Linked DNA regions of Mus musculus: regions 1, 2, 3, 4, 5 and 7 are each linked to region 6. A link is a contact called in public Hi-C, HiChIP or PLAC-seq and promoter capture Hi-C data. All regions are on one chromosome and are shown on one strand. The core of a region is the stretch at or near the end of the contact, and the rest is flanking DNA. Distances in the headings are between cores, read along the strand shown. Region 1 holds the start of 4933408J17Rik (RIKEN cDNA 4933408J17 gene). Region 2 holds the start of Arl1 (ADP-ribosylation factor-like 1). Region 3 holds the start of Hal (histidine ammonia lyase). Region 4 holds the start of Utp20 (UTP20 small subunit processome component). Region 5 holds the start of Ccdc38 (coiled-coil domain containing 38). Region 6 holds the start of Slc25a3 (solute carrier family 25 (mitochondrial carrier, phosphate carrier), member 3). Region 7 has its middle 8.7 kb from the start of Gm32688.

The links. Promoter capture Hi-C pulls out the DNA fragments that hold promoters and counts their contacts. Hi-C and Micro-C count contacts between places; a contact is called where the count stands out from the background. HiChIP or PLAC-seq counts read pairs in DNA pulled down with a chosen protein or histone mark. Capture Hi-C pulls out chosen DNA fragments and counts their contacts.
Region 1: a contact with region 6 is called in a promoter capture Hi-C map of adipose tissue, with 3 times the contacts expected there. The contact joins the promoter of 4933408J17Rik here to the promoter of Slc25a3 in region 6. A contact is called at or near these places in 5 of 39 promoter capture datasets (the 3T3-L1 cell line, 3T3-L1-derived adipocytes, cranial neural crest and 2 more), 1 of 484 Hi-C or Micro-C datasets (CD8 T cells), 2 of 115 datasets of contacts at active chromatin or transcription factors (astrocytes and large pre-B cells) and 2 of 9 other capture datasets (adipose tissue and liver).
Region 2: a contact with region 6 is called in a Hi-C map of B cells, with 6 read pairs. The contact joins the promoter of Arl1 here to the promoter of Slc25a3 in region 6. A contact is called at or near these places in 3 of 39 promoter capture datasets (liver and pre-B cells) and 1 of 484 Hi-C or Micro-C datasets (B cells).
Region 3: an H3K27ac HiChIP or PLAC-seq map of embryonic stem cells shows a contact between it and region 6, with 7 times the contacts expected there. The contact joins the promoter of Hal here to the promoter of Slc25a3 in region 6. A contact is called at or near these places in 2 of 39 promoter capture datasets (pre-B cells and stem cell-derived epiblast-like cells) and 2 of 115 datasets of contacts at active chromatin or transcription factors (embryonic stem cells and thymic regulatory T cells).
Region 4: a contact with region 6 is called in a Hi-C map of CD8 T cells, with 5 times the contacts expected there. The contact joins the promoter of Utp20 here to the promoter of Slc25a3 in region 6. A contact is called at or near these places in 4 of 39 promoter capture datasets (liver, pre-B cells and stem cell-derived epiblast-like cells), 1 of 484 Hi-C or Micro-C datasets (CD8 T cells), 2 of 115 datasets of contacts at active chromatin or transcription factors (large pre-B cells and stem cell-derived neural progenitor cells) and 1 of 9 other capture datasets (liver).
Region 5: an H3K4me3 HiChIP or PLAC-seq map of stem cell-derived neural progenitor cells shows a contact between it and region 6, with 6 times the contacts expected there. The contact joins the promoter of Ccdc38 here to the promoter of Slc25a3 in region 6. A contact is called at or near these places in 5 of 39 promoter capture datasets (the C10 cell line, embryonic stem cells, hippocampal neurons and 2 more), 1 of 484 Hi-C or Micro-C datasets (B cells), 2 of 115 datasets of contacts at active chromatin or transcription factors (stem cell-derived neural progenitor cells and thymic regulatory T cells) and 1 of 9 other capture datasets (liver).
Region 7: a contact with region 6 is called in a promoter capture Hi-C map of pre-B cells. The contact joins the enhancer-like site here to the promoter of Slc25a3 in region 6. A contact is called at or near these places in 4 of 39 promoter capture datasets (the HPC-7 cell line, hippocampal neurons, liver and 1 more), 4 of 115 datasets of contacts at active chromatin or transcription factors (embryonic forebrain, embryonic stem cells, large pre-B cells and 1 more) and 1 of 9 other capture datasets (macrophages).

What each region holds. Positions count from the first base shown.
Region 1 is chr10:93,587,969-93,590,988 of GRCm38.p6, reverse strand. 4933408J17Rik (RIKEN cDNA 4933408J17 gene) reads right to left here and starts at 1,576. Exons shown (of 4, transcript NR_045810.1): 1 at 1,219-1,576. It overlaps Snrpf (small nuclear ribonucleoprotein polypeptide F), which reads left to right and starts at 1,331. Exons shown (of 4, transcript NM_027246.1): 1 at 1,331-1,450; 2 at 2,866-2,991. The coding sequence starts at 1,448.
Region 2 is chr10:88,729,868-88,732,728 of GRCm38.p6, reverse strand. Arl1 (ADP-ribosylation factor-like 1) reads right to left here and starts at 1,315. Exons shown (of 6, transcript NM_025859.3): 1 at 1,165-1,315. The coding sequence starts at 1,168. Gm4925 (predicted gene 4925) reads left to right here and starts at 1,628. Exons shown (of 1, transcript NM_001037166.2): 1 at 1,628-2,861. The coding sequence starts at 2,013. The coding sequence ends at 2,411.
Region 3 is chr10:93,487,222-93,490,182 of GRCm38.p6, reverse strand. Hal (histidine ammonia lyase) reads right to left here and starts at 1,415. Exons shown (of 20, transcript NM_010401.4): 1 at 806-1,415; 2 at 249-309; 3 at 116-143. The coding sequence starts at 1,052.
Region 4 is chr10:88,825,342-88,828,133 of GRCm38.p6, reverse strand. Utp20 (UTP20 small subunit processome component) reads left to right here and starts at 1,320. Exons shown (of 62, transcript NM_175158.3): 1 at 1,320-1,528; 2 at 2,636-2,716. The coding sequence starts at 1,484.
Region 5 is chr10:93,539,045-93,542,055 of GRCm38.p6, reverse strand. It overlaps Ccdc38 (coiled-coil domain containing 38), which reads right to left and starts at 1,424. Exons shown (of 16, transcript NM_175488.6): 1 at 1,247-1,424. Amdhd1 (amidohydrolase domain containing 1) reads left to right here and starts at 2,023. Exons shown (of 9, transcript NM_027908.1): 1 at 2,023-2,222. The coding sequence starts at 2,086.
Region 6 is chr10:91,122,596-91,125,460 of GRCm38.p6, reverse strand. Slc25a3 (solute carrier family 25 (mitochondrial carrier, phosphate carrier), member 3) reads left to right here and starts at 1,494. Exons shown (of 8, transcript NM_133668.4): 1 at 1,494-1,545; 2 at 1,755-1,903. The coding sequence starts at 1,759.
Region 7 is chr10:93,324,553-93,327,569 of GRCm38.p6, reverse strand. No RefSeq gene overlaps it. Among named protein-coding and RNA genes, the nearest start is that of Gm32688, 8.7 kb to the right of the region's middle. Within about 2 kb of position 1,354, at least 127 of the 459 cell types and tissues checked have an H3K27ac peak or open chromatin away from gene starts, as enhancers often do. A contact at or near this core is called in the HPC-7 cell line, embryonic stem cells, liver and 1 more, where this site is marked.

The DNA.
Region 1 (3,020 bases), core at 327-2,826, 2.5 Mb before region 6:
TAACATGAATCTGTCTGAGTCTAATTCCCAGTATTTCATCACCTACAGTATTAAATTAGAAGTTGGACTAGGTATCCCCAGGATTGTGAGTTTAAGATTTATAAATTTGTCAATGCTGACTGAATAAGTAGAGCATATTTGAGTGTCAGGAACAGTAATTATTCTTCCATTACCATGGGAAAAAAATCCGAGCTAAGATTTCGGTCTGATCAAAATGTATCTGAGATTAGCAGCATCATTTTTAAAATTTTCTTTATCATGTTTTGTCTGCATGTGCGCATGTGCACCGCGGGAGGGCCTGGCACCCACAGAAGTCAAAAGAGAGAGATGGGTCCCCGGCACATGAAACTTTGGATGGTTGTGAGTCACCACCATGTGGGGATGGGATTCGAACCCAGGTCTTTTCACGTGCGAAAAGCGCTCTTCTCCATTGAGCCAACACCCCCAGAATGTGTTGGCATACTTTAATAATATAAACGACAGTCTTTAGGCTTAGGCCTGGGCCAATCTCGAATCTCGAGTTATTTGGGGAATCCATGCCAAAAAAACAAAACAAACAAACAAACAAAAAACCGTTCAGGTTCATATAGGGTTAGATCTCCCGAAAAAGAAAAAAGTACTCTTTTTACACGGGTTTCATATCACAGGTGAAGCGATACTGAAATGTTGAGATTATGGGGAAATTAAACGGGGTTCTGATCGATAACTTTCCATCAGAGCGATTAACCTGTGGTAGCGTCAATAATTCCCCACATCCTATTCACAAACACACGTAAACGGACCTCCTTTGGCCTCTGGTTCTGGGAATGCTTAGACATCAGAACGACAAGAGGCCACCACATTATCCGAGACTTAACTTGACCTGGTTTCAACTGTTGTAAAGCCCCACTTGAGTGCTTTTCACTAGCACTCACGTAGTCTTGCTACCCCAGCTTCCTTTAAAAACCCGCAAGTGGACGGACATTCTGTAATAAAGAACAGTCCCATAAAAGGGGGGCCGTGCCAGAGGTGTTCCCCAAGTGCTGGATCTATGGGAGGATGACCTCCAGAACCCGATCTCGTTCTTTCAGCTGAAGGACAGACTAAACCTTCTTTAGCTAAAGAAACCAAGTCCGTTCGCCAGGGCACTTAGCTTCCCCTTGTCCCGAAGCAAAGACATTGGGGTCGCTCAATCGTTCCCACTTCGAACTTGAGCAGTGGACACAAACACACGCTTACCTGGTTGCTAGGAAACAGTACCGCCATCCCCTCCAATCAGTAAACACGTCTTTGGTGGCCAATCACAGAAGCCGAGACAACGCGGCGTGAGGTGAAAGGTCAGGCCGCTTTTGTCGGCCATTTCTCTTAGCGCGGGTCGCTTGGTTGTAGCGGCAGCCGCTCCGGTCACGAGGGGCGGGCAGCGGCGGAGTCGGCGGCTAGCGGGGTGCAGCGCTCGCCGGTGGTCGCGATGGTAAGGACGATGAGCGCCGCGGGGGCTGGAGGACGGGCGGCCTCGCGGGGCCCGCCGCCCCCTGCGCCTCCCATTCATCCCCACGAGGCGCCGCGCGGCTGGCCGCTCGCTCCTGCTCCCGACGTCGGAGGCCTTGGCGGCGCGCGCGCGGAAGCCCTTCCCCTCCCCGAGATCCCCAGCCACCTTTCCGCGTGTTGTTTGTCCCGGAGCCTGAGGTGTAGCCTAGTTTGGGCTCACAGGGTAGGGGTAAACCGAAGCGAGTTTTCCATTTCTACCTAGCACGCTCCGCAGTGCGCCATTTATTCCTTGCTGTTGACAATTTTAGCAGATTGTCCTCTGGCGCAGAAAACCCCGGCTACCCTTCCACTCATTTAATACTGATCTTAGGCGCCAGGAAGATGGGGTGGTAAGGTAGACTCTGCGTTTTCTTAGGAGTGGGAGGTAGGCAGCCGTCAAATAATAACAACAAAATAAGCAATTACAAGTAGCGGTGATTGTTAAGCAGGGAGCTGATAGGATGCTCTGAGAGGTGCACTGCCTAGTTATAACGCAGTGGAGGAGCGCTCTTCTCCAGAAGGTGTCAAATAACCAGACATCCAGGTCACAGAGCAGGTGGAAGAGTATTTCTTGCGCGAGTTCCAAGTAGAAAGTAGGTTTGACCAGTTGGAATTGACAAGAATTGACCGCTGCTTGCAAGAATGATGGTTTTAAAATACAGCCTGGGACCTTAACGCCTCCTAGGAAATATGAGGCTCTGTCAAGTGCAGTTAGAGACCATTGGAGCATTCTTTTAAGTCACAATAGTACATGACTTGATAAGTGGTTTGTGGATGATAAATTATAGGCAGCGTAAATTGGCTACTCATTTAGACCCTGTGCTCTCCAAGATTCTTTGGGATGGTGTGTGAGTGGAATGGAGTATGGGGGTGGTTATGAATTTAAAGGGAATAATACTTCTTGATTTAGCATTAAGAGGCCCTCTCACTGACGATATTGAGCTTTTTTTTTTTTTTTAATGTCTGCAGAGACCACCCTGTACCTTTATTTTGATTCCTTTAGAGCTTGGATAATGTAGGTATTTGGGGCTTTTGTCCATTCGGCAGTGCTCAAAATGGAACTAGTGACCTAAGTATCCTAGGGCAGTGCCCTGTCATTGTGTTACACACTTGCCCCACTCCCATCTGTCATTCGACATTTAATTGCATAATTCATATTTTCGTTTCTGTCAGTGGACTATGAAGTTGGCTAAATGGGTACTTAAATTTCTCTCAGACACCCTCCAGCAAATTATAAAGTGATGGTGGATCGGAGTTTACCCTGTGTCATAAAGTCTTGACTGGTGTCTCAGTAGAGAGTGGGTGGTGGAAGCTGAGGTAAGCAAAAATTATTGAGTGCTGCCTTTGGTTTTTATACAGAGTCTACCCCTCAACCCCAAGCCCTTTCTCAATGGGCTGACAGGGAAGCCAGTGATGGTGAAACTTAAGTGGGGCATGGAGTACAAGGGCTACCTGGTCTCCGTGGATGGCTACATGAACATGCAGGTATGCTGAGGAGGAGGAGCATGGGTGAG
Region 2 (2,861 bases), core at 66-2,565, 2.4 Mb after region 6:
ATAGAAAGTGAGAAAACGGAAACGTGGGGGATATGAAGAATATGCTCAACATATAATATACACGGATACACACACAATTTTAAAAATAAAAGGCAAGGCCTTTTGGCTAGTGGTCCAATAGGAGGCTAAACCAATAGCAGTGAGTCTGAGGCCACCTTTGGCTGCAGAGTGAGTTGCGTTCAAGACTTGACAACTTAGTGAGATCCTATCTCAAAGTTTTAAAAGGGCTGGGGCTATACAGCTCAGCAGAAGGGCGTTGCCTAGCATACTAAGGGTTGACTTCCAACAGCGCTCCCTTGTAGGCATACAAACGCACACGCACACGGAAAGGAGAGGAGAGGAGAGGAGAGGAGGAAGAAAGGAAGAGATATTACACTTTGCTATTTGAGGGGAATGGCAGAATTAAAGCTGCCCACTCTAGAAAAGCGAACACGGAGCAAGCTGTATACAGAAAGAATGGGTGTGACCTGACAAAGTCCTTTTGCCCGTTTAGACGTCTAGATTTGGAAAAACAACGCCGAAAGGTTACAGAGAACCGAACGGAACTATAATGCACCGGATCCACACACTTCTGAGAAAACTGAGTAAATACTGACAGAAACCGAAGATTTTGCAACTCCTAGAAGCTCCACCTGTACCGGAGCATCACCACCGTCGGGTGCGCTCGGACGTCTACCGTAGTTCCCTCACCTGGAGAAGTGCGAATCAGCGAAGCGACATGAACATCTCACTCCCTGTCCCACCGGACTTCACAATCCACCTAACTCCATCCACCATATCTACGGACAGCTAACTACAGCGGGCGAGCAGACAGGAGCAGCGCAAGGATCAACAAACAACACCGGTCCTCGGGTTTCTCAGAAGTGACGCAGTCCCAACACCCACCCCGATGCCACCAAGCTTCCACGAAGGATCAGACACCTCGGTGAACCTTCAGCTGCCTGGCTGCCAGGCACCCGACGCCCCGTTCCGCCTACCCAACCGAGATGGGGGATGCAGGATGAGGGGAAAAGGCCGGGCTGGGATCAGTCCGGACCCCGCGGGTGCAAAGGACCGAGCCGGGAGGCGGAATCTCCCTGCAGGTGAAGAGCCAAGGTAGCGAAGAGCTGCCCCGCGGCCCGGCCGGTCCCCTCGGTCGCCTGACGCCCTTCCCACGCTCCTCACCCATGATGAACCGCCGCCGCGCCCTCGCCGATCCTCAGAGACAGGCCGGGACTCGGCAGCGACTCCTAGTTGAGCCTGGGCGCCGCCACCTCCGCTACTCCCGGACTCCGGTTCCGAAGCGGACTCCTCCAAGCCTGGTCGGCCAGCAACTTCCACGTCGTCCACCCAGCGGGGGCGGGAGCCGGGGCGAAAGGCCACTGCGACTGCGCGCTGGACACGGAGGTCTGGGCGTCCGCGTCGGCGCTTTCGATGCAACTCCCAGGCGCTCTGAGCGTAGCAGAAATGAACGCCACAACTATAACAAAAAAAAATTTAAGACAAAAGTGTTTCCTGATTCCACTTTTCTGGACAATAAGGCCTTCTCAAATATTAAAATGAGACTTTTTCGTGTTAAATTCTGATATCATAAAGTGGCGAATCGGCCAACGGAAAATAAAAGCTCGATAAAGCGAAGGCACAGAATGCTGGCGCTGGTTGCAGCGTCCCGGTGGTTGCACATCTGCGGAGGCGGTCCACTTTCCTCTAAATGCATTCCCGCAGGAGGAGCCAGGGTTACGTAATAATAACGAGAAAGCTCACCCGCAGTCACTGCATACCACCAACACGGGGCACCCTCGTACCCGAGGTGTCTAATTTTTGATCTCTGGGTGGCCACCTGACCGACCACCCTTCCGCCTCCGCAGAACTGGGAACTTCTTGCCTCCTGCAACTTGAGTTGGAAGTTAGGTAGTTTTCGATAGTGAAAGGGTTTGGTGTTTCTTAAAATTCTTAGAAACGCGTCTTGCTTCTGCGCAGCCTCTCAGAGGCTCGAGGCGCGCTCCAGGTCGGATCCACCTGTAACCCACGCCATGGCTAAGGAAGGCACTGCTGCTGGAGTTGTCATGGACGTCAATACGGCTTTGCAAGAGGTGCTGAAGACCGCCCTGGTCCACGATGGCCTAGCGCGAGGAATTCACGAAGCTGCCAAAGCCTTAGGCAAGCGCCAAGCCCATCTCTGTGTGCTTGCATCCAATTGTGATAAACCTATGTACATCAAGTTGGTGGAAACCCTCTGTGCTGAGCACCAGATCAACCTAATTAAGGTTGATGACAACAAGAAGCTGGGGGAATGGGTAGGCCTCTGCAAAATTGATCGAAAGGGGAAACCTCGGAAAGTGATAGGTTGCAGCTGTGTGGTGGTTAAGGACTTTGGCCAAGAATCTCAGGCGAAAGATGTCATTGAAGAGTACTTCAAATGCAGAAAATGAACAAAAAAATTGGCTTATTTTCTGTTAAGTTTCTCAAAACAGAAAAGTACAATTATCTCAAGCTCTTGAGTTTTCGCCGGAAATAATAATAGCCCTTTTTTAGGAAGTTTTCTTCCACATGGAAACATTGCATTATTATGTTCTGGTTTATAATGAAAATGGTCATCTTTTTGGAAATTTACAAACTGCCTAAGATTTAGTCTAGCATTATTGGGGCTTTTTTTTTTTTTTTTCTCGAGACAGGGTTTCTCTGTGTAGCCCTGGCTGCCCTACAACTCACTTTGTAGACCAGGCTGGCCTCGAACTCAGAAATCCACCTGCCTCTGCCTCCCGAGTGCTGGGATTGAAGGCGTGCAACACCACCTCCCGGCCTGCATTACTAGGGTTTAATTGACAAAATATTATATGTATGTTGCACAGTGTGAGATAGATATATAGGTATATATAGAT
Region 3 (2,961 bases), core at 166-2,665, 2.4 Mb before region 6:
CTTCCTTGTCCTCTTCTCCCCCTCCTCCTTCCCCTTCTTAAAGTGGTAGGTGAAAGGAGGCATATTTCAGACATGACAGAGTTTTATATTCCCCACAAAAAGGAAAATAGCTTACTTTTTCAGGCTCCCGGTATTTGCTGTATCTAAAGCCAGGTAAAGGAGCAGACTAGCAATGTGGAACAGCCCCAGCCCCACCGTGTCAGGACCAGCCACCGCAGGGCTGACCAAAGGGGATGCACAAAGGATACAGGAAAACTCCTTCTGGCTGCGACGGAATGAAATCAGGAGACATCACATCACCTTCAATCACTGAAACAAGAAGGGGAGAGAGGGGCCTAGCAGGTCACAGGGTGTCACATCAGGGCAGGTGTCAGACCCAGGAATGACCCCTCCATGCACTGAGCTTGTGTTTCATAGCAACGGCTGCTGGACCGTGACATCCTACATTTTCACACGGTCTTAGCGTCTTTACACAGGAAAGCAAAAAGCAGAAAGGTAGCAGGGGGATGTACGTGGAAGATTGGTTCTAGCCTGCTTCTGTTTCTACTCTGGCAGTCCCTTACAGAAGGATTCTGTCATTGCAAGGGACTCTAACCTGCAGCCTTGGGTTCAAGTCCAGACTGTCACTGTGGCCTGCCTCTCTCCATCTATTGCAGGCTGGGGGCAGGGGGAGGTGGATGATAAAGCAAGGCTTGAGGCTCCCCCAGGGCAAGTACTCAAGTCTTTTTTTCTTGCCGTGTTCCCTGACACGGGGGTGACTTCCTCCAGGACATGCCAAGGCTCTGTTCCCCTGAGGGCCACTCACCCACTTCTACGAACTCATTGTCCTCTAAGGCCACCTCCAGCTCGTCCTCATTGTCCAGCAGGCCCAGGCCCTTGCACCGATGCACAAGGAATTGCACTTCATCCACCGAAGTGAAGCCACCATTGTCCGGTTTGTTCTTCATGTAGCGTCGCACAGCCTCACGGCCCAGCCAGCCAACAGTGAGCTTCCCATCCTGACAGGGCACCGCCAGCCATTCCCCACGCACGTGCACTGTGTACCTAGGCATGGCTCAGATGCTATAGCCCTTCTGAGCAGCAGGCCACTGTAACCAAGGGCTGGCTCCTTTCCTACAGTCCTCGACTGGGGAGAGCCTTTATCCTTTACCAGGGAGGGGAGTGTCTGCTGGGGTGTGGTTGGCAGTGAGACTGAGAGTGGACTTTCAGAACACACCCCTTCCCTTGCCTTTAGCCATTCACACTTTAAACAAATATTGATTGCGGTCTCTGGTGTTCCTTTGGCCTTTCTGGATGCTGAACTAGGTGCAGGAGACAGGGATATGGGTAGCTGAGCCCACTTTTAATGTAACCTTGTAGTTCTCTGACCCTGGAAGTCCTTCTGACCAGGGTTCCCCGTTCTCTCTCTCCCTTTCTGAGTCTGCCTTGAAAGCTGCTTATAAACACCATGTTCCCCTCTTTAGGGAATTACTCAATTGGTAAAACGCATCCTCTCGGTCAATTGTGACACCCAGAGTGTAGCAATCCCCATTCATTTATTTATTCCACAAACACGCGTTGAGCAACGCCTCCCTGCCAGTGCCCAGTGCTACCAAAGCCATTGCTCCATCAAAGAAAGCAGTTCTGAAAAGGTTGTGTTTAGACACATGAATCACCGTAGCTTGGAGGCCCTCAGCTCACTACCCTGGGGTGAGTGAGTGATCTTCCCGTTTCCTAAGCCAAAGGCAAATTCTCTAATGCCGTGATTCGCGGCATCTACCTGGGATAAATCCTGGCTGTGTGACTCGCAGTCATTTGAGTCCCCTGGGATTCAGCTTTACTCGTCTATGAAACGAATATCCCCACGGGCAGCTGGAAGGACAAAGTCAATTAGTGTGTGTCAACCCTGAGGTCCGTGCCTGCTGGATGGGGAGACTCCCAATTACTCTCACCAGGACTTGGACTTTAACACTCCACATGCCCTCAAGAGTGTGTGTGTGTGTGTGTGAATATTCCTTATCTTTGCCCCCTGGATATCCCTAGTTCAGCTAAGCTTCTTCCCTGCCCCAAACCGCTTCCCCTGCACCCCCCCCCACCTAATTTTGCCCCACCTGTGTTAAGGAACACTGATAGCCCAAGAGATTCAAAGAATTGTGTGCGCTTTAGTAGTATGTCAGTTCTGAGAAATTTGATTGAATAATCAGAAACCCTGACCTGCCTTCTACTTCATTAGAACAGTTGCTCTGTAGATAGACACCCAGATCCACATCCAGTGTCTTACCATCAGTCTATCGAAATGTATTCATCAGACAACCACACCCCGACTGTGCCCTGCAATTTGGCAACATCTCGATTTGCTATCAAGACAGAAGTTAGCTTCAGTTCAGTATTCCACCTCCAGGACATGGCCTTCCACCTTACTTAGCTCATCTCTGCCCACGGACCTGACCTCCGGTTAACCCTTTCTTCTCCTCCTGAACCCCACCGCTTAGGAAGCTATCCTAGTTGCTTATGTGGCTATGCTTAAACAGCTTCAAGGTCCTTGGGAAGCCAGAATCTATTATGTGTGTAATTTGGGATGAAACCCATACCCTGAGTCCTTACTCTGGACTGTCACCTGCTTACCCCAGCAGACTGATGTAACAAGTCCTATGACCGTGGGGGTGATGGCACCACCCTTTGACTCATGCCCCCCCCAGAGGGAACGCTCCAAGTCTTCCCTCTCTCCTCAACTTGCAGCTCATTCCCAGATACGGGCTTCATCTTTTACAACTCTGGGAAAACTGTGGCCCTCAGATGTGAACCACCTTCATTTATTCATTCATTCACCACCAAGTCCTGTCTGAATACCTGTTCAGATGTTGATGTCTGGAGATGAACAGATGCGCCAAGGCTGAGATGTCCCACTACCCCTCAGGTTGAAAGGTCACCCAAACTATCGGGTGCTCTTGCTGACATCCCAGGTAGACCCAGCTTTTGAGT
Region 4 (2,792 bases), core at 71-2,570, 2.3 Mb after region 6:
ACAGGGGGCTCTTTGAGTTTGAAACCCACTTGGGCTACAGTGAAAGGATGGCCAAGGCTATACAAAAAAACTTTGTCTCAAAACAAAACAAAACAAAACTCATGGGGACAGAAAATATAAAATGATGATGGATTGGCCAACCAAACCCAGTTCAAAAGTCATGGGAACTGTTTCATGATTTGAAGAAATACCCAGAACTCCCATGGATTAAAATGGATTACAATGGGAAAGGTAATAAATGGAGGCAAAGATATCTTGATTCACTGTATTCTACCCATGATGGGCTCTGACTACTCACAAGCCAGGCTAGGATGAAATCTTATCTCAAGGACTTTGCACTTGGACCTTCCTCCATCAATTTTTGTGCAAATAACTCCATGGCTCATCGACTGTACACACACACTCTCTCTATATATATGATTAAGAGCTGTAGGATCTAGCTTAGTGGTAGAGCTGCTTCCTGGCATTCGTGAAGAGCCAGATTTTATTTTCTAGTACTAAACTAAAACCTGGACCTCGGAGTCTGCGTGTGAATGAAGATCGTCACTTACAAGATGCCCAACTTTGGTTTCCTTGCATGCCAAGGGGGCTTAAAAAAAACAAACAAACATACACTTCACGTTTTGAGTTTATAACCAGCATTACTGTATTATGGGTGGAAACAGCTTTTGATGGTGCACGGTATGTATCGAGCAGCAGTTAATGCTAGGTTGTGACGGTTATGCTTTCTTTCTATAATAAAACCCTTTTATCCTTTTTATTAAAAATTTTCATACAATATATTTTGATCGTGTTTTTCCCTTTCCCAACTCCTCTCAGATTCTCCCAACCCATTCAACTGTACATTCTTCTCTCTTAAAAAAGAAAGAAAGAAAGAAAGAAAGAAAGAAAGAAAGAAAGAAAGAAAGGAAGGAAGGAAGGACGCTGGGCAGTGGTGGCATAAGCCTTTAATCCCAGCACTTGGGAGGTAGAGGTAGGCGGATTTCTGAGTTCGAGGCCGGCCTGGTCTACACAGTGAGTTCCAGGACAGCCAGGATTAGAGAAACCCTGTCTTGAAAAAACAAAACACCAAACCAAACCAAACCCCACCATCACCACCAATCTACAAAAACGAAAATCAAGACCAACAGGCAAATGACAAATATGACAAACAATGTCCAAAACAAAACAAAACGTCCACAAAAATACCACTGAGTTTGTTTTGTGTTGGCCAACTTCTCATGTAGCAAAAACTGTACATCCGCAAACTGCACGACTGACAATCAGGAAGAGCACGCATGCTCGGCCCGCCTCTTCCGCCCACATGACCCACACATCCTGGCTTTCCAACATGGCGGCGCCCAGCGGCACTAACTACACGTGAGGAAAAGCAGGCACCGGAGCATTGGAGAGTACCGCGTGGGAGTAACTTTCTCCTCCGCAGTGCCCGCGGATCCCTTCCTGTCGTCCTGAGACCCTCGCGGGCCGCTGTCCCGCCGCAGCCATGAAGCCAAAGCCACTTTCGCACAAGACCGAGAACACATACCGGGTGAGCGCGGGAGTTTGGGCCCGGAGCCGCGGTTCGCCCTGCCTCTGCCTGACCAGCTGATCGCCTTAACCCCAGGGCCTGCAAGTCCGGGCAGAGCCGGAATCGCTTGCCCGGGGCTCTGGCGAAAATGGGAGACTATGCCAGTATAAAAAAAAAAAAAAAACATTAGTTCGCAGGGGAGTGAGGAAACTTGAATTCCAGAGTCCGCCTTTTAGCGGTGAGATCTGGCCTGTCTGGGCAACTCCCTTCACTCCAGGCTCAAATTGATTGGCCCAGGGGATCGTCTGCAACCGAGTCCCCCTTCTAACTTTAAAGACTGAACAGAGGAGGGTAGAGCGAGCTGGCAAGTGGCGAATGACTTCTGCTGGCTACTGTTGTACTTTATAATGCCTTTCCAAGCCCTTTTGTAACTGAGTCTGTCTGTTTTTAAAAAATATACCTGTTCCCACAACTTAGCGAGATCCCTGTGCTTTCGGTGTGGTGTGAAAGCGTTCGTCCAGGTTCCAGTCTGTGTGGAAATTGTATTTGATAAAACATAATGTAGGAGGTAGATCGGTTGGTGGAGTGTTTGAATAACATTCAGGGAGCCCTAGGTTGGATCCCCATTAAAAACAACAACAGTTACAACAAAAACAGGTGTGATGGCTAAATGCCTGTTACCCCAGACCTGGGGATGTAGAAGCAAGAGGGTCTGAACTTAAATTTTAAGGTCATCGTTGGCTACATAGCCTGTTCCAAGGGTACTTAAGTTAAAAGAAAAAAGAAATACAGATGAAGTAAGTTATGCAAAAAGTACAAGTATTTATTATCTTCAAGTAGTAACTGCTTTTGTTTAGAGTTCTTACATTTACCTTTTGTGTTTCATAAGTAATAGCTGCTCTTATTTTAAAAAGTTACATATTTTATGACCAATAGAAACCACGGGTCTGAAATGATACGCTAAGGGTACTGTTGTTTGTGGTGATGGTCCAGAGGTTGCTCACTGAAGCTCTAAAACGTTCTGTGTTCAGAATTTGATGTGATTATGGTGTAGTTTTACTCCAGCAGATATCAAAACCTGATAAGCATTGAATGCTAATATGTCTTAAATATGCTTTTTCTCTGCAGTTTCTTACATTTGCAGAGAGACTGGGGAATGTGAACATTGATATTATTCACCGTATCGACAGAACTGCAAGCTATGACGAGGTAAGAGGGAGTTTTAAATTTCTCTCACCAATGTAAGTAAGCTGTTTTTCAAGCCATTTGTAATGTACATGCAGTG
Region 5 (3,011 bases), core at 175-2,674, 2.4 Mb before region 6:
TACCTTTGCCTGCCAAAAGTTAACAGGTTAGCTAAAATTTTAGAGTATAAAAATTCTCTAACCATAAGTGACTCTGTTTCTACCCTCTGCCATTTCTACACCCCACCCCCTTTCTTCTTTTAATTTTTTTCTTTGACAGTGAGTCACTGTGTAGACCAGGCTAGACTGAAACTCACATAGCTCTATTACCACCCCTGGTTAATCTCTCTCTCTCTCTCTCTCTCTCTCTCTCTCTCTCTCTCTCTTGGCAGTACACAGACATTTGTGGTTGTGTTTCTGCTTTGTGAGCAGCTGTTGAGGTTTTCACTCACATTATTTTATAACTTCCTTCTTTTGTTTTTGTTTTGTTTTTTTCTACCCCATCTCTATTTTCTTATAGAACATGGTGTGGACCTAAAGGACATTTGCTTCTAGTCTGTCGGAAGCTATTTTTACTGTCTGTTTTATTAATGGCTATAAGGTGACCCAAAATTATCTTTGTGATTTGCAGAGTAAGCCTGCTTTTATGGTATTGTTTTCAGTCCTTGACCCTGCCACCCCCATCTCTTGTAGTATTTGTTGGCCTGGGCAAGGGAAGAAAATCTCTTATCTTTTTAGGAAACATACCATAGAAACTAAATAACTTAAGGGTGATATAGTCTTTAGTCTCAGCACTGATGTGCAGTGTGTGTGTGTGTGTGTGTGTGTGTGTGTGTGAGTGGGGGTGGGGAACCAGGGAGAGAGAGAGAGAGAGAGAGAGAGAGAGAGAGAGAGAGAGAGAGATCTGAATTAAAAGGCTATCCTGATCTACATAAAGGGCTCCAGAACAGCCAGGGCTACACAGTGAGACTTATCTCAACAAGAGAAAAAAGACCAAGGGGGGGGGAAGCCCTAAAACCACATATGTACAAATAGCATTATACAGACCAAGTGGGCTGTATTTATGTATTTAGGGACACACACACACCATAGAAAAGGTCTTGAATTTGAAAGAGAACAAGGGTGGTTTAAGAGGAAATCAGGAAATGATGTCATTGTAATCTCAAAAAATTTATGTGTGTGTGTATATGTGTATGTGTGTGTGTGTGTGTGTGTGTGTGTGTGTGTGTGTGTGTGTGTATGTATTCTTTACAAATCCTGCCTGCCAGTTCTTTAAACAATCTGGATACTGTCTGTCTACAACCTTGAGTGCAGTGGTGTGTGTGAAAGCCACCACACTCGGGAGGAGGGGGGGAGTGTCAGACACCCGGGTCAAATCTGGTTTTACCTCAACAAGTCTGGATCACTGTTGAGACCTATCCTTCAAGAAGGCGGTCGGGACAAAGCAGACAGAGGCACCAAACTGATACTCTGTGTCTCAGCTTCATCCTTCCCTGCTCCAGGCTCCCTTCATCCTGGGAACCGCTTACTACCAGGCCCAAGCGCCGATCTGGCCAACCGAACACGCGTGGCACCCGCAGCCAGGCTAGGAGGGTCACGCGGACACCGTGAGCCTCTGCCCCGTGCCCCTGTCGCCTGTCAGCGCAAGTTTGCTAGGTTCAAGTTCCAGCTCCCAGGGCACAGTGTGTTTTTGTCTCTGTTTCTGTCACTGTGTCTAACACACACACATACATACATACACACACACACACACACCATGCACACTCACACCACACGCATACACACACCCCACTGTGTCTGCCTCTGTTTCTGTCACTGTAACACACACACACACACACACCACTGACGTCTCTGTGTGAGCCCTTCCCAACAACACTTCACTTGGCCACTGCACCGCATCTACCTCGCCCAACTTGATCACTTCCGGTGGTGGCTAAATTTCAGTTTTGTTTTGTTTTTAATCCAGAAGTTAGGGGTTGGGGAGGGGGTGATATAACCATCACCTCCTTTACTCCAAACCTGGAAAGGAGACCTGAAAAGACTGGCGTCCACAATAAAGTTTATTCCAACTTTATTCCAGGCGCTCTGGTTGGCACTGCTCCTGTCCCGGTCACTGGCTGCTGGCCAGCTCCCGCCCCACGCTGCCCAGCCCCGCCCCGCCCTGCCCGGGAGCCACAGCTCGCAGGCTCTCCTGTCCTCCGCAGCCCGCCAGCGGCTAGAGCGACAATGACGAGCAGCCACCGCCTCCTGCTGGAGAACGCACAGCAAGTGGTGCTGGTGTGTGCCCGCGGCGAGCGCTTCCTGACCGGGTCTGCGCTGCGCAGCCTGGCGGTGCTGGAGGGCGCCAGCGTGGTGGTGGGCACGTGAGTAGCCAGTAGCTGGGGACAGGCGAGATGGGGTTCCGGAGCGAAAGCTCTTTCTCCAACAAAACACCTTCAGGGCATCTTTCATTATGATCATTGATCATTGATCCCATTATAGCTTCTAAAGTACTGGCTGGTGGGTTTGCTTTGTTGTTTCCAGAAGAGTCTGTAGACTCTTTTTTGCTCTAAAATCCCGGATATTGATCCAGGTGTGCAGTCCCAGCACCCAAGAGGCAGAAGGTGAGGTCTGTAGTCTAAGGCCATCCTTGACTGTATGTAGAGTTTGCATGTGAGATCCTGTTTCAAAAAACAATCAAGAACTTAAAAAAAGAAAGAAAGAAAAGAAAGGAAAGAAGGAAGGAAGGAAGGAAGGAAGGAAGGAAGGAAGGAAGGAAGGAAAGGAAGGAAGGAAGGAAGGAAGGAAGGAAGGAAGAAAGAAAGAAAGAAAGAAAGAAAGAAAGAAAGAAAGAAAGAAAGAAAGAAAGAAAGAAAGAAAGAAAGAAAGAAAAGAAAAAGAAAAAAGGACAGGGTTTCTCTGTGTAGCCCTGGCTGTCCTGGACTCTTGTAGACCAGACTGGCCTCGAATTCACTCACAGAGTTCCACTCATCTCTGCTTCCCGAATGCTGGGATCAAAGACATGCCCCTCTTTAAAAAAATACTTTTAAATAAAACTAACATTACATCTTTTTTCCCCCCTCAAAAAGCACCTGTGGTGTGCATTATGTAGTCCAGCATAGTGGCCATGTCTTTAATACCAGCACTCTGGAGGCAGGGGTAGACTATTCAAA
Region 6 (2,865 bases), core at 245-2,744:
CCTTTGGGGGAGGTTTGTGGCATTGCTGGAAGCATTATGTACCTGGGGGCCTACTGGCATGTCTGCTGTTTGCTGTCATGCCTCCCCACCATGATGGACTCTTATCCCTCTGGAGGTGTAAGCCAAAATGATGTTTTATCATAGCAGCAGAAATATGGCTAATTTAAACCTCTTCAGTTTTTTATGAAAAATGTTTTATAAATTTCATCTTTAAAGGTTTTTTAAAAAATGGTGGTGGTGGTGGTGGTGGTGGTGGTGGTGGTCTGTGTGTGTGTGTGTGTGTGTGCATGAGTGCAGGTGCCTATAGAGGCCAGAAGATGGTGTCAGATCCCCTGGAGCTAGAATCAAGGTGGGTACTAGGAATCAAGTACCAGACCTCTGAAAGATGTTTTGTAAACATTTTTTTTTTTTTTACATCTTCTTGATGTTTCATAAACTCTAAAAGTATTTCTTCTATCCAGGACCAATTACATAATTTGAAGGACCTAGGGCAAAATGAATGAAAATGTCTTTTGTTTGTAAATGTTAAGAATTTTTAAAGGACACAGCAGAGCACTGACTGCAGAGGTAGACTTAGTATAACTACAATAGTCAATACAGGAGCCAGCTCTAGTGGTGTCTTGGGTTAGATAAAAAGGCTTAATAAAGATGAGATAAACGTCCCAGGAAAATGTTAAACGCAAGAATTACAACAGGTTTGATTGCTTCTAAACTCTCCCTCGTGGAACTTGGCCCCCGCTTGTTGACATCAGAGTGATGATGATCTTGTAAATGTCTGAAGTACACACAGTCCTGTCTTACACGCACACAGTTCATCGGTTACTTTCATGTCAGCGCATGCCTGTGCCTCCAGGAACGAAGCCTTGACTGACTGTTCTCAGGGGCCATGGACATTCTGTGAGGCAGAAGCAGTTTTATGTATTGTATGAGTTCTTCCTGTATATCCTTTCCACCAGAACTTGGTGGAAAATTTAGACATGCCTATGTCAAAAGTCAGTGTGATGGAATTTTTTTCTGAAAAGTCCGATGATGGCAGGAATTCCGATCAAAGATCTTGTAGTGATATCCTAGCTTCCATACCTGAATAACGTATCACTTAAGCATTCATGTCTTTAAAAGTTTATGCCCGCAATCACTTAAAGACATGTAAAAATTCCTGGCGCCAAGGAGAAAACACCGGAAGGTGAAGGGACAGAGTGAGTAGGTCACCTGCCCGTCCAAGGCCAAGACTACACTTTAAAAAAAAAAGGGGAGTGGGGGAGGAGGGCGCTTTGGATCTGCGCCTGCGCAGTAGGAATCCTCCTGCGCACTAGCAGGGCCGGAAGGGCTGGGGTTGGACGTGGGCGGGGATAGGGTTGCTAGGAGGACGCGATGACGTCCAGGTTCTGCGCTCCTCTCCGCAAATGAGAGGCGCGTGGCGCAGTGACGCTCTGCGTGCGTCACGGTGACGCCGCGCGAAGGGCACGGATCTTCGGGCCGGGAGGACATTCGGCCTCTGTGAGCCGCAACCTTGCCCAGCGAGCGGTTGGGTGTTCGCCATCTTAGGCAAGTGAGCGCGACCGGGCCTCGCCGCGGCGCGGAGCCTTGAGTCCCTTGTGGCCGCCGCCTTGGCCGTGGGCCCGGCCGGGCTTGGCGTCCCTGGGGAAGAAGCTGTGACCTCCTCAAGGGCGCAGAGCCGGGCATGTCTCGCGGGGCTCCGGTGACATTGCCCGGCGCCGGGTCTCTCTCACCTCCGCCCTCTGTCTCCCCCGCAGGAGGATGTTCTCGTCCGTAGCGCACCTGGCGCGGGCGAACCCCTTCAACGCGCCACACCTGCAGCTGGTGCACGATGGCCTGTCGGGTCCCCGCAGTCCCCCAGCTCCGCCCCGGCGTTCCCGCCACCTGGCCGCCGCCGCCGTGGAAGGTGAGGTCGCACCCTGCCCTGTGGGAGCGCTGGTTACATGCTGCCCCCCTGCTCTGCCTCCCGAGTCCTGGGCAGGAACTGGAGGTCGGGGAAGGACGCTTCAGCCCTGGACCCGAGGACCGGTCTCTCGCTGACCCTGGGATGGCAACTCTGACACCCTAGGCCGCTGTCGGATCCTTGGCCCTCCCTCAAGGGCGTGGAAGGGCCCAGGCCCAGCGCCACTCAGTGACCTCCGTGTCCCGAAGGGAGTAGAGGCAGAGAGGTGGTAACCAACTTCTTTATCTTCCCCCGTGAGCCCGCTTGGTCAGCCAAGTATACTGGGTAAAATCTCTTTTTAACCACTAGCCAGACACAGTTGCAACTCCATAACGTTTATTTGACTTGCCTTTTTAAAAATTACCTGGAAAACTCTCCTTTGATCTCCTTTCCCAAGTTTTATCTTTTCATTTAATTGTATATGAGGTAATGGGGTTGGGAATCTCTTCCTTTTGTGCTACTGGTTGGTGAAGGAGGTGACTTGCAGATTATATGAGGTGTGCATTCCTTTGAGTTTATGTTTTTGGGATTTGAGCTGGGTGACTCAATAACTGTATGTTTTAAATCCTAGTGGAACATAAGTACAAGAGAAACCCGAAAGCTGAATTATAGGCCTCAAGAGAAACGTTACCTACATTGTGTGTGTAAAACAGAAGTCCCCACCCACACCCCAGTCATTCATGTGCTTCATGCGTCTTAAACGTGATTAGAAAACTCCTTTTCACTATCTCCTATCGTTTTCCTCTGATTTCAAAAGCTAAAGCAAATCTTTGTATGTTTTTGACTGCAGGAACTAGGTATGACTTACTTAGTTCATAAGTGAGTAGTTGGTTAATAGCTGGAGCAAACGTTAAAGTTAGCAAGCTTTGCACATGTTAAGTGCTCTTTTTGATTTTGGGCTGTCCTTGGAGGGTGCTCTTAGTAAC
Region 7 (3,017 bases), core at 105-2,604, 2.2 Mb before region 6:
CCGGACGCCAAAGGCAGATAAAAAAATAGGAATGGATTCCTCGTGTTTCTGCAAACCAGAAAAACCACTATGAATGTGCCAGTGTATCATGTAGGTCTTCTTGTTACATGACATCACTGCACAAAGAGAGAGGTGGGCGGAGCAAGGTGCTTCTTCAAGAACCTACTTTGGCAATTAAAAGAAAAAAAAATCCACCCATGAGCACAGAGCCCTCACAACCTGATCACTTCAGGAAAGTTCAGACTCTCAAAGGTATTGGCAGGGAACCAGATTCCTATCACAAACCTTAAAGGCTGTGTTGAAACCCGTAGCAGCTCCTTCTCCTGAATAAAGGAGCTGTACTAAGTAGTCCCTGGCAACCTTGACATTCAGTGGCTCCGTAAACTCATCCGAGTAAATCGTGAGACAAAATATACTGTTAGTTGTGAAGTAGGTGGTGTGACCAAGAGGCCTGCAGATTGCCAAATAGGAGCTTGGCTGCAAGTGGAGGTGGCTCCCCTCCCCCCGCCAACCCTGACCCTGGAGTAGATAGGTCCAGAGAAGGTGGATGCCAGGTAGGAAACAGAGGTCATTACTCAGCTGTTAGGGTCAATCTTAAAAGACAGGCTTTGTGAAGAAGAAAAACTACTGTGTACGAGCTGTTGCTGGTCACGGGGGAGGGGGAGAGGAAACATGGGGAGCGGGAGGTGGCGGTGGTTAGCTTGCCTTTCTATAGGGAGAGGAAAGAATGTGGTCTCTTGCAGCAGAGACTGTAGTATATGTAATTCAGCAGATGGGAGTCTAAGGGAAAGGGAAACAAAGGCATAAGTTAGAAGCGCGCATCGTTCAGGTCCCTTGAGCAAGCCTCGGGGATTGGGGAGTGTCCAGGTAGCAGTGGGGAGATGAGCTGAGCTCTGCCCTTCCAGGCATCCCATAAACCCATGCGGCATCCACAGTCCAGTCTCTCTAACAAGAAGAGTCTTGGATTGCTTTGTTTCCTCTGGGCCTACACGTGGTCTGTAGGAGACAAAGAAGTTCCTCTAGCTCGATAGTTCTCAACCTTCCTGTTGCTGTGACCCTTTGATATAGTTCCTCATGCTGTGGTGAGCCCCCCTGGCCCAACACACACACCCCTTAAAAATCATTTTGTTGCTACTTCATAACTGCAATTTTGCTACTGTTACGAATCATAATATAAATATCTGTGTTTTCTGATGCTCTCAGGTGACCTCTCCCTCAACCTTCCAAGAGGGTCCACTCAATCCTCCAGGGGGTCATGACTCACAGGTTGAGAAACACTGCTCTAGATACTCTCTCAAGCCATCTGAAGATGCAGGCTTGAAAGCTGGTGGGTCAAGAATGTGGTTACCACTCACTCCCTCGCTCTTGGGTGTGACTGCTCAGCTGAAGGTTAGACGCCAAGCTGGTCCCACACTTCCCAGAGGCAGATACTGTTCTTAGGGGCTCCAAGGCCAAAACGGCTAAGCTGCAGGTCAGTCTGGGGCAAGGCAGGAGAAAGTGCTGAGCTGTCCCAGAGCAGAAGCAGAGGTGACCACTCCCAGCCCACACAAGCCCTGCCCAAAGCTCTGTCGGCCACCCTTTGACCCTGCAGCTAGAGGCCCCTCCCTGGAGCCTGAGGAGGGAGGGAAGCCAGGAAGTAACGGTGATAGCAATTTTCATCTTTGAATTAGCTGATTATTTGGGGGGGAAACAGATTGTTTTAAACAGGAAGAGGCCGATACCTTCTAATAGCGAGTTTAAGTTTCTCCCACCCCAGCACAATCATAGCAAAAATGGAAGATGGGGAGCCCAATTTTAGAAAATGAGAAAAATCAGATAAGTTAGTAAGCCAACTTGAGCTGTGGTTCAAACATTCCCCCTTTTCACTAAGTATAAAAGTATGACTGCCATTAATCCTATGAAGAAAAGGTCTCTGGAGCTTTAAATGCATTTAATCAGGGCACATACATAGACTGGCAGACAGCCCTCAGGGACAGCTTCTGGCAGGAAGTGGTGTTAGAACTGTGGGTTGAAGGAGGGGTTAGATCGGCATGGGAAAACAAAATAAAACAAAACCCAACCCCTGGAAGGGAGAGGACCTGTCCACTGGAGGTTAGATGGGCTAGAGGGCCTGGAAGGGCCAGCGAGTTGTCTCAGAAGAAAGGTTGGGGTCAGGTATTGAGGGCGTTCTTACCTAGTTCTCTCACCACAGTCAAATGGATTGGAAAACAGCAACCAGGAGAGTGAATTTCCCCAGCTGGAATCATAATGAGACACTCAGATGCAGCAAATATGACAGAGGGAGAGAATGGGAACCAAGGCAGCTATAGACCAACAGTGCTGACCACCCCTGCCAAATCCCACAACCTCCTTGGCCACCAGGTATTCCGGGGCCCAGACAGTCTCCCCAGAGCTCCACAAGGATGGCTTAGCAGTAGGGTTGTCCTTGTGTTGGGGAGTCAAAAGACACAGCAGGAGGAGGTTGGTGTGCTCCTGGTCAGTTCTGGAGACCTCAGAGTATGACATATGGATTCTGTGGGGGCTCTGGACATGAAGTGGCGTCTCTAAGACACCTCGTCGCTGTGTAGAGAGTTTTGTAATGGTGCCAGAGCAGAGAGAACTGAGCCTAGACGATGTAGAACGGTTGGCCTCCTTCTCTCTTCAGCCAGGCTCCTGCTCTAAGTTGCCAATATTCCTGTCAAGAATATCATAATCTCTCACCATGTCTTTGCACTCTTCATTTTATTTTCTTGACATTTAAAAAAAAAGAAACAATTTGCTTATTTTTATTTTATATGCATTTGTGCTTTGCCTGCACCTATGTCTGTAAGGGGGTGTCAGATCCCCTGGAACTGGAGTTATAGACAGTCGTCAACTGTCCTTTGGGTAGTGGGTATTAAACCCAGGTCCTCTGGAAGAGGACCAGCACCCAGTTAGCACCTGTCAGGTGAGCTTATTAACAAGTGGATGAATGTGTGGATGTCTCTCTTATTAAAGACAGAGCAAGGCAGCCAGGCAGTGGTAGCGCATGGTTTAAA